Regions from separate parts of the Mus musculus genome. Here region 2 is linked to region 1. Evidence: chromatin contacts called from public HiChIP or PLAC-seq data. All regions are on one chromosome and are shown on one strand. Each heading gives the region's core, a stretch centred on a gene start, on an enhancer-like site or on the middle of the called end of the contact. The rest is flanking DNA. Distances are from core to core; before and after follow the strand shown.

Region 1 (5,732 bases), core at 2,024-4,523:
AAACATTATACATAAAAACACTGAACTTTATATAATGCCAGTGATACATATTTTTATGACAAAAATAACTTAAAAATAAGACAAATATAAAATTACCCTCATCATTAGCCAAGAATATGTGGGATTTGACCTCAATGCTCTTGATTTTAAGCACAACTTTCTAGCTCTTGATAACAAGTTGATTATATTCTGATGTCATTTACTTGGGTTGTCTCCAACTGCCCTCTCCACAGTGGAATGAATCTGTCATTCAGCTGGCCTGGGGGAGGGGTGGGACTTAGCTCTGGTCTGTTCACTGCACTGACTGATGCCCTGTCTAAACCCAACTAGGCTGGGGCTTGCTTCCTAAGTTTTGACAGACATGTTTTAGTTTTGTGATAGGGTTGCATCAATACAGCTCAGGCTCACCTAGACCTCACCGTCCTGCCTCAGTTCCTGAGTGCTGAGATTACAGGTGTGGTCACTATGCTCGAATAGAGCGCTAGCCAGTTTCCCAGTGAGCAGCCAAGCAGGCACGCTGGCTTCCCACCAGCACACCCACCTCCTGCCTCATGACTGCCCCTGCCCTGCTCATCTGAGGTTTGCACAGATCCTTCAGACACAAGAGCAGCCACCAGTGTAGCTGGGTCACTGTCCTCACAGCAGGCTTCCCTGTGAGAGCACACAGCTCTTAAGTTTGCAGGGAACTATGAACTGTAGGAACAGAACCTCAGGACACAACACCCAGGTCCATAAAACTGCAATGTTGCTGCTATTCTAGTAAGTCCTAAATCTGACAGTGCTCAGGGCAGTTTGTCTGTCAGAACATGGCTCTCTATAAACACAGAGAAGTGGAGAGTTCGAATGTACAAGCCAGAAACCAACTTACCATCTTTTTATTTTTTATTGTTGCCAAATAAAACCCCAGAAGAGCTGGGAGGGTTTATTCCTGCTAACTCTGCATGGTAACACAGTGCCTCTTAACCATGTGTTCCTAGAGCTTCTGCACATGTGTTTTTGCTCGCTCTGTGTATGTGTATGTGTGTGTGTGTGAGAGAGAGAGAGGAAGAGAGAGAGAGAGAGAGAGAGAGAGAGAGAGAGAGAGAGAGAGAGAGAGAGAGAATATATCCCCACATAAAACAAACCTTCAAACTTAAAGTGCACCTCTGCACAGCAAGTGCTCAAGGCCACCTGACCTACAAGCTGCAATTCTAGATCAGAGTTTCTTTAGTAGCAGCAGCAACAAGAGTAATAATAATTATCACTATTATTAGGAGGCCTGCGCCTGAGCACACATGTGGAGGTCAGAGGATGATTCGTGGAATCTATTCTCTCCTTCCACCTGTCTATGGGTTCTGAGGACTGATACCAGGTCACTGGGCCAGCGTGGCACATACCTTTACACACCACACCATCTATCTCCCTGGCCCTTATGATGGTTTTACAAGAACTCACTCTTAGATGTTACTGACCTGCTAAGCCTCTGTGAGCACTTGCAATGCTAGCCTCTAACACGGTTGAGTCAACACTTTCACCTGTGGAGACAGGTCTCATTCTATAGGGCTGGCTGTACTGAAACTCCCTATGTATGTATGTATGTATGTATGTATGTATGTATGTATGTATGTATTAGCCTCAAACTCAAGAGATCCTCCTGCCTCAGCCTTCCAAATGCTGGGAATAAACGTATGAGCTATCTTACCCAGGTCATTTGTGCTTTATTTCTCTAAAGTTAATCTCCAGGCCTTTAGTAAGGGTGTCCTAGAGCCCCACTCATTTTTAATCAAGAAGGTCTCAGAAAGCCAAGAGAAGGTTCAGACCCTTCTAGCTTTGCTCACCCAGATTCAGGGTATGTTGCCCCCACTACACTCCTCTTACTTCCCCCCCCCCCCCCCCACTGTTCCTGTGTGGAGCAGTAAGTCATAATTCTGCAGAAGAGCCTTAAGAAGCAAAGCCAAAACGGATGTGGCAGTAGTCTCCTCTTCTTTTTGCTAAAAACCATTAGAGTGACCCTCGGAAGCCAGTCATCCTAGTTCACCCACCCGTATGTACTCCAAAGCATGATCAATTTCCAGTATCCCAAGTGAGACAGCTTAGTAGACCTTCTGGAGGGTAGAGACAGAGACTTCATCACAAGGAGAAAAGGACAGCAGCTGTACACCTGGGGCAAAGGATCTGCAGGACAGGGGCCATCTCCCAACGTCTCACAGGAACCTGACTTGCAAGAGCAACTGCCTCTGCTGTACACTCAGCCTGCTGGAGGGCCTCTCTAGGCAGACCTGGCATACTGGAGTCACACCTTCCAGGCATCCTGGTTTCTATAATCCTGGCCCTGAAGACTGAAGAGCCACCATGCCCCCTGTGGTGCTAGGAAGAAATCACACATGGCCCACACCCCTACACTAAGTGACTTACTTGAATTTCTGGGTGAGGCTCGGAGAACAGCTGCCACAGTAAGCTACTGAGGGAGAGTGTGCAAACACATTCCCAGGGACACGCTCACACATAAAGGCAAAGGTGGGAAGCCTCCAGCTCACTGTTTTCACAAAGACACATGTCCTTGTTAAGATAAGGTCTTAAGATGAGATGGTGGAGGAAGGAAGAGATGAAAACAGAAAGGAAGGGGGTGGGGATCAAGCACTTGAGCCCACACCAGTCAACACAGTGAGCACACCCATCCTCCTAAAAGTCCCTTCCCCATCCCTTCTCCACGTAGGCACTGATCTACTGCCCACATGTCTGTCAGCATTTTCCTGAAGCTCATTTAAATGGATCCTCCAGCATGTGCTTTCCTTCACTTGTGCAGTTATTCTGAGGGTGGTAACTGTTGCTACCTATACCAGGAGTCACTCCTTGTTAATCACAGAACTCTGAGACAGGTTAAACTATAGCGAACCAAAATCAATCTGAATTCCTTGCTATCATCTCTTCTCAGTCAGCTGAGTTTCCCTAAGGGACATAAACACACTTTGATAGCATGCAGAGCACATGTGGGCAAGGCTCACAAGGTGGCAAGACCTTCTGTGTCAACTCCCAATCACTAGATACTGACACTCCAACTATGATGTAGTGATGCAGAAATTCCATAGAAAGAAACGTTTGCCAAACCACCTCTCCTCTAGCACAACTGTTCACATTTGTGCCTCTAATCCCTGACCTTATACAGAATGAAAAGCATCTGAAGCATGACTAGGAGTATTTGCATGGCCGGCAGCTAATGAAGAGTCCTGTAAGAGTGAAGTGTTCCAGGAAACACAGTGACTCTACCCAAGTCCACACAGCAGGGCTGTGAGCGCCCTCTCAAGCTTCCTGTTTTGCTTTGCCGAGGCCCAACTGTGGAATTCCCCTGGCTGCTGACAACTGCATCTGTGTTTGTCTTGAAATTTTAATACCATGTACTTGAAAAAGTGTGCTGTTCAAAACAAAAAATCCACCTTATGCTTGAAAAATATGGTGTGCTTAGTGGTTGGTGGCTGACTGGGGGTAGTGGAATCATGCCAAGTACCCATGGCTGGCATGGAATTTGCAATCCTCCTGCCTCAGCCTCCTCAGTACACCTGCCTTTGTAGTTAGACATTTATACTTAGTCCTGGGTGCCGTGGGCTCCACCCTCCCTCACATCTCAAGAGCTGTAGAGCAGAGAAAATCTTCCCAGCTGTCAGGATGTCCCTGATCACTTTAATTGGATGCTTTCTGACTAACAGTGAACATGACGGACTCTCCTCTCCTAAATACTGAAAACATCCAATCTGTCCTTTCTCCTGTGAAGAAGAGAGCTATGGAGTCTTGTCATAAATATTTTATTTAGTTAACTATGCAAACCAGTTAGTAACTATACAAACCAGGCTGGCTTTGACCCTGGGCCCCTTCCAACTCCTATCTTACCTACTAGAAGCAGGAGAATGTTCTTACTTTGTGTTAGCATTACACGCTGTGAATGCATGTATGCACAAATGTGTGCACACGGTACGCAGAGGACAGAGGATGAGAGCCCTTGCAACTGAGGTCTCAGGTCATTGTGAACCACCTAGCTTGGGTAGAACTGAAATCAAGTCCTGTGGAAGAATGGCCAGTAAGTACTCTTAGCCAAATCAATGTGTTGTTAATTCTGGGTAATTAATCTCTAAAGTGTCCTTAGTTACAGAAAATGTGCATTTCATTCTAAACTTTTACATCAGACTGTTACTGGTTTAAAAGGAGCGAAATGCAAGTTTCTGAGGTACTTGTATATCAGTCATGTGAGAGACAGAACCCGACCACAATAACCTCAAGCAAAGGCCTGAGCCTCCATTCTTGCAGGTTCATAAAACCCAAGGGGGAAAAAAATAAGCCCATGCTATTGGTGTCAGAGAAGCAACTTCACTTTGGCCCTTTAAGAATTCATGACCAAGAAAGGCATTGACTTTCAGGCTACCACACAACAGGACCTGAAACTGCACACTGTATTTTCTAAATAAACAACAATCTCCCAGATGAGGTCAGATGACTTACAACAATAGGGTCTTTTAGGCAATGTTTTAGAACTCATAAAAGCTGCCAGTTAATGGGAACTTTTCATACGGCCTGCAGACAGGACTGGGTAATCCAGTGTGAGGCACTGGGTAGGTACAGGAAAATAAAGCTAGAGCTTTTTAAGTTATTTGAAACAGCAGTTGTTTTTCTTCTTAATTCATCAAAAGGCGTTTCTGACTTTCTTCCCAGGGTTTTGTTTGTGGCAATGGACAGTACGGTGAAGGAGCGCACAGCTGTAATAGCACTGTTTGCCTGGGAGCTGAAGCAGGAAGGTTCCAGGACAGTCTAAGCTCCACCCTTCCTCAAAGGTAACCCTGTTTCTGAGCTGGGCACTCGAGTCTACAGCATGAAACACATCTATCTGGGACTAAAAAGTCTCTGAGACATGGGAGGAAAACACAATAAATACTACTTTTATTTTTCATTATTCTTAAAGATTTTAGTCCTTCAAATACTTGATATACAGGGTGCTATGAGGCTATAAGGTGTGTTGTTTCTACAAAAGTTATTAAAAACAATAAACAGAAAATATTGAGTTATATTAGTACTTAACCTAAATCTACCAATGAAAGATGCATAGCAGAGCTTCCTAGGATGCATTCCTCCTGCAGACATGTGCCTTTCAAAATGCCAGAATGCCTAAGTGTGGTGGTTTGGATAAGAATGGCACCAAGAGACTCACGTGTGAACACTTCGTCATCAGGGTGTGGCAGTACTTGAGAAGGATTAGGAAGTGTGATCTTGTTAGGTCTTGTTGGAGGAAGTGTGCCATGGGGGAGCCACTGAGATTCTGAGATTTCGAAAGCCCATGCTAAACCCAGTTCTCCTGTCCCCTCACCCCTCATCTCTCTCTGATTTTTCCTTTGCCTACAGATCAGGATGTGACCCTCAGCTACTGCTCCACTGTCATGCTCCCTGCCATGATGAGAATGGATTAAGTCTGAGAGGGTAAGCCAACCCCAGCTAAACGCTGTTCTTTATAAAAGTTTCCTAGGTCACACTGTCTCTTCACAGCAACACATCAGTGACAAAGACGCTGACCTCATGCTGCAAATGCCCATGGGCCAAAAAATGAGGAATGAAATTGGGGAATTTTATTTCAAGAAACTTTTAATTTGTGTATCACCCTGATTCATAACCTAACAGTCAAATGAACCCAGTATCATGCACATTAAAATCAGACAGCACAAGAATAAAATTCAACATAAGATGCTAATTTTGATTCAGTAAGAGCCTGAGTC
Region 2 (5,732 bases), core at 2,315-4,814, 75 kb after region 1:
TCTGTAACAAGATCTGATGTCCTCTTCTGGAGTGTCTGAAGACAGCTGCAGTGTACTTACATATAATAAATAAATAAATCTTAAAAAAAAAAAAAAAAAAAAAAAGAAAAAGTTTTAAAAAAAAAAAAAAAAAAAAAAAAAAAAGACATAGTTGATCCCATCCCCTCCTCCTCACCCCTCCCAGATCCACCCTCACCTCTCTAACCCTCAACTTCCCACAACCTCTTGTCTTTTTTTTTTTTTTAAATGACCCATGAACTCAAAAGTGTGCTACCCATACAAACCTGGTGTGAAGTCATCCACTGAGGTATGACTGACCTGCCAGGAGCCACATCCTTAAAGAAAAGTGATTTTCTTTTTCCCAGAAGTCAATCATTCATTCAGCTAGCTTTCTTATACAGCCCAGGACCTGTCCATTGTGTGGCCTTTCTATATCAATTAAGACAATGTCTGGGGCTGGTGAGATGGCTGAGCGGGTAAGAGCACCGACTGCTCTTCCATAGGTCCTGAGTTCAAATCTCAGCAACCACGTGGTGGCTCACAACCATCCGTAATGAGATCTGATGCCCTCTTCTGGAGTGTCTGAAGACAGCTACAGTGTACTTACATATAATAGATAAATTAAAAAAAAAAAAAAAAAGGCAATGTCTGCCAGACAAGTCCACAGACCCGAGTGGTAAAGACAATTACTCAACTGAGACTTCTTTCCCTGGGTGACTCTAGGTTCTGTCAACAGTGAATGATAACCAAGACAGTGTATATGTTCATGATGCAGCGGTGTGTCATGGTACATATATGGAGCTTGTGGGAATGAATTCTGTCCTTCCAGGGCTTAACTCAGGACAGCAGGTGTGGTGAAAACTCCTTTTCCTGCTGAGCCATCTCATTCGCCCCATGTGCTTTTGTTTTGTTTTATTATTTACAACATATCTCAGTTTAAAGTAATTATGTTCAGGGGTTCAATGGCAACATGAAGCTATGGGCATGAGATCAGCCAATTCAGTATTAGACATTTAAAGAAATATTTCAATCAAATCTCTTCCATTCTTCATTAATTATAAAATAAGTATACATAAAGGAAAAGAGAATAACTACAGATATATGAAAATATACATACATATACATTACACTCTGATAAAGACCAAACTTAAGAGTTTTTTCAAGCCATTGGTTCTTAGTTATAAAGACTCACACTTCAATCAGGGGACCAGGGTATAAGCAATACACTGACTTCTGATTTCAAATTTCATAACATAAAGAAATAAAAGCAAAGAAGAGTGGTCCCCAGAAACTATGAAGTCTCACGGGAGAACATATACTGGTCTCTAAAATAACTACTTGTTGACTAAACATTTATGATCCTCACAGACCTTGAAATAAACTCTTGAGAGCCCACATGTTTGTTTTTGTCTCAATCAATATAACTAGTGTGCAAAACTAAGGTCTGAAAATAGTGAAACAAGAATGCACTACAAACACACTCATTATTGTGTTTGTTTGTTTGGTTGGTTGGTTGGTTGGTTGGTTGGTTGGTTGGTTGGTTGGTTGGTTTTTGAGTCAGGGTCTCTCTGCATAGCCCTGGCTGCCCTGGAATTCACTATGTAGACTATGCTGGCCTCAGATTCACAGAGATCTGCTTGCCCTTGCCACCTGAGTGCTGGGATTAAAGGTAAGTACCACTGCCCCTGGCCACACTTATTATTTCTACATACACACACATTTCTGGGATTCACCAGATGTGGCAGCACATGCCTATTATCCTAGCACTAGAGAGGGCAGAGGCAGAAGGATGGAAGGTTTAAAATCAGTTTGGGCTACATATTAAGACCCTGTCTCACATACATACATACATACATACATACATACATACATACATACATCCCATACATATAAATACTCTTTGGTACTTCAGCTAAACCTAAGGCCCCAAGAGACCTTCAAAGATGATTCAAAGTAATCTTTCTCCCGGTGACTCAGGTAGAAAAAATAGGTCACATTCATATATGTATAGGCAGGACAACGAAAAAGCCCGTGAGAGATTTCCAGATAATATAGCCTTGAACTTGTGAAGAATTCCCTCACCATGCCTCCTGAGTGCTGGGAAATCATGTGTGCACCACTACACAGGAATAGTCTATAGGTCTGCGAGATGACTTGGTAGGTAAAGTTGCTTGCTGCCAAGCCTGACAACCTCAGCTACACCCAGGACCTGCAAGGTAGAAAGACAAGTTCATCTTCCACAGTGGTTGTCTGACATCCGTGCATGCACTATGGCATGAGTACACACCAACACACACATTCATGCATACAAAAGTAAGAAAGAAACGAAGGAAGGAAGAAGAGAGGAAGGGAGGATATGTCTGGAGAGATGGCCCAGTAGTTAAAGGTGCACACTGTTCTTCCAGAGGACCCAAGTTCAGTTCACAACACCCACATTAGCACCTCACAACCACCTGTAACTCCAGCTCCAGGGAATCTGATATTCTCTTCTGGCCTTCACAAATACCTGCACACTCACACACACTATAGGTGAGGAGGGAATTCCAGCCCCAGGGAATCCAACATTCTCTTCTGGCCTTCACAAATACCTGTGTGCGCATGCACACACACACTCACACAAAGAAGAAGGAGGAGGAAGAGGAGGAGGAAGAAAAGGAGGAGGAAGAGGAGGAGGAGGAGGAGGAGGAGGAAGAGGAGGAGGAGGAGGAGGAGGAGGAGGAGAAGAAGAAGAAGAAGAAGAAGAAGAAGAAGAAGAAGAAGAAGAAGAAGAAGAAGAAGAAGAAGAAGAAGAAGAAGAAGAAGAAGAAGAAGAATTTTAAAGGCTGTTCTAGCAGGGTCCAATTCAATTCAATAATGTTTGTTGTCTATTGTATGAGGAGTGGAGAAATCTGAAGATCAATAAAAGGATCAACACAGCATCTATGACCTCCTCACCCTACTCCTGCCCACTCTGCCTCTGAGGTCTTCTCAGGCTCACCCCTTGGACCACAAATGTCTTGCCTCTTAACTGCTTCTAACAGCTCATTGAGAAGACAGCTCTTGGTCTTGACTGTGACTTCAAGCCAGCCTTCCCAGGGATGACTAGTCACCCTCTGCCCTTGGCTCTGCAGCCTCCTTCCTCCCAATCAGTCAGGAAGCTGCTGAATCAAGATGTTGCAACCGCAGCTTCCGGCTCCACAATGCTGTGTGAGGAGGAAGTTGCTTTGCTAAGTATTCTAGTCAAAGTTCTGATGAAGAACATTGGACTCCAGTTCTGAAAGTCCAGAAAGGATTCCTAAAGGACAGGATGCAATTTAGAGGAATTACCAAAATGGGGGTGGAAGTCTTTAAGTGTGGAAGAGCCATGTGTCAACTCAGAGAGCCATGAGAAAATGTGATGAGAGTTAGTGACTGAGTGCACGGTGTGAAGTGTAAAGTGTGTGTGTGTGTGTGTGTGTGTGTGTGTGTATACAGGAAACAACGCTGGGGCTTCTGAGACAGAGATCAGATTATACTAAGGTGCCTGAAGTTAGCTGGAGAGAATAAATGAGTCAGGCACAAAGACCAAGTGAGTCAATGATGTAGCTTGGAGGTTGCAGTTTAGCTCAGTGGGTTAAGTGTCTGCTATATAAGCACGAGTCAGGATCCTCAGCACACATGCAAAAGCGAGGTGCTGTAGGAAGTGCCTCTAACCCCAGTGCCAGGGACAGAGAGAGAGATCCTGGGTCATGCTGGACAGCCAGGCTAGCCAAAACAGCAAGTTTCAGTTTCACTGGCAGCCTAATTAATAATAATAATAATAATAATAATAATAATAATAATAATAATAATAATAATAAATTACTAAATAAATAAAAAGGTAGAGAGCAATAGAGGAAGACATACATCCAACCATCAATTTGAACTCACACATACAGGCACCTGCACACTCCTGTGCTTAAATACACTGACAACTCATAAACCAAAGAGAGTGACATTTATGGAGTCAGGGTTAATGTCTCATACATAACCTTTGCACTCTAAGTTTGTATTGCTTCACATATTTCCTTGATAAGCTCCACGTGGCACTCATTCATTAATGGTGGAATTTGAGAGCTCGGAAGGGACGTCGTGGCTATGTCTGCTGTTCTGTTTCCTCGGCGGTTCTGCAGGTTAGTTTCCTTCTGGTTTATGTCTTCATCTGTTCACGGTCACAGTAGAGATCAAACCCAAGGCCTGATCTCAGTACAAACTCTTCTACCCTAGGCCTGAAGACTCATCTTTCCTGCTTTATTTATGTATTTATTATTAATTTTGGATTCAGGGTTTCATGTAACCCAAGCTAGCCTCTAACTTGTTGCATAGCCAAGGATAACCTTGATTTCCTAATCTTCCCGTGTCCACCCCCTGAGTGCTTGGATTACAGATGTGCACCTCTGTACTCTGCTCTCTGGCTTGTTTTGGCTAATCTGAACAGTTTGCCATTAGTTAGGATTTTCTCCTCGTGAACAGTAATGGTGCACACAAGATGCAGCCAAGACAAGGTAATTTCCATACCATATTCTGTTGCTTGTGAATGTAGTCTCCCACACAACCTTTTCCTTTCTTTTTTTCATGTTTCCCTTCTGCAAATATTCCATTCTACTAAAAGGTAAGGCAAATACAGTGATATAAATGTGGGAATCTGGCTGGAGATACAGCTCATGGTTGAGAGTACTGGATGCTCTTTCAGAGGACCTGGATTTGTGTCCCAGCACTCACACAACAGCTCACCACCACCTGTAACTCCAGTCCCAGGGCATCCAACGTCCTCTTCTGGCTTCTGTGGACACAATATACATGTGATATACACACATATAAGCAGACAAACACTCGTGCACATAAAAGTAAAAATAAATCTTTTAAAGACACAATGGACCAGTTCTGGTTTGTTTTTTGTTTTTTGTTTTTTTTTGTTTGTTTGATTGATTTTTTTCATCTTAGAACCTCTTAGAAGACACTTTGAGAAAGAAAATGAACTCATTTGATCCGATGTTAACAGTTTTATAGTTTTGCTGATTCCTGGGAAATTTTTAAATGGGGAAAACACATAAGTTTTCATGAAATTGGTTGTCTATACTAGAAAACTCCTCTCCACAGGAATTTCCTGACTTCGGGGGGATGGGGGAGGAAGCCGCCTACAGAAGCTCTCAACAGAGCTTCCTATCCTAGGTAAGCCCTGCCCAACATTCTTTTGCTTATCAAGAAATTATTTCAATTCTACCTTCATTTTTCATTAACTGACAAGCTGTAAAACAATAAATGAGATATATGACGAGTACAACAAGTGATTTAGTTGCTAAGAATGTCCAGAGAGTTGGGCGTGGTGGCACATGCCTGTAATTCCAGGATTCAGGATGTGAGACCAGAAGGGTCACTCAGAGGCTAGCCTTGGCTACAGGGCTAGCGAGATGGCTGGCTCAGTGAATAAGAGTGTTTTGTAACTGCAGCTCCAGGGGATCTGATGCCTTCTTCTGTCCTCTATGGGCACCTGCGCAATTTGTGCATATACATACGCACACACACACAAATAAAAATGTAAAAATCTTCCAAAGCCCAAACAAGTAGCTACATCATATTAATACTTTCTTAGACTTGTTTCATGTGGCTCTACTGTGTCTATAAATTCTTTTAAAGTACATTTTAGGGACCTATGGATGGGGATCAGTTGGTGGAATGCTTGCTGAATATACAAAGTCCTTGGTGTGACCCCAGCTGCCTCTAAAAGCAGACAT

Evidence for each region. HiChIP or PLAC-seq counts read pairs in DNA pulled down with a chosen protein or histone mark.
Region 2: an H3K4me3 HiChIP or PLAC-seq map of bone marrow-derived macrophages shows a contact between it and region 1, with 4 times the contacts expected there. The contact joins two enhancer-like sites. A contact is called at or near these places in 4 of 39 promoter capture datasets (the C10 cell line, hippocampal neurons and pre-B cells), 13 of 484 Hi-C or Micro-C datasets (B cells, CD4 T cells, CD8 T cells and 8 more), 7 of 115 datasets of contacts at active chromatin or transcription factors (CD8 T cells, the HPC-7 cell line, bone marrow-derived macrophages and 4 more) and 1 of 9 other capture datasets (bone marrow-derived macrophages).

What each region holds. Positions count from the first base shown.
Region 1 is chr11:54,724,283-54,730,014 of GRCm38.p6, forward strand. The region is part of intron 3 of Cdc42se2 (CDC42 small effector 2); the gene reads right to left. Among named protein-coding and RNA genes, the nearest start is that of Cdc42se2, 61 kb to the right of the region's middle. Within about 2 kb of position 3,274, at least 168 of the 459 cell types and tissues checked have an H3K27ac peak or open chromatin away from gene starts, as enhancers often do. A contact at or near this core is called in B cells, CD8 T cells, the HPC-7 cell line and 6 more, where this site is marked.
Region 2 is chr11:54,798,862-54,804,593 of GRCm38.p6, forward strand. No RefSeq gene overlaps it. Among named protein-coding and RNA genes, the nearest start is that of Cdc42se2, 14 kb to the left of the region's middle. Within about 2 kb of position 3,565, at least 146 of the 459 cell types and tissues checked have an H3K27ac peak or open chromatin away from gene starts, as enhancers often do. A contact at or near this core is called in B cells, CD8 T cells, the HPC-7 cell line and 6 more, where this site is marked.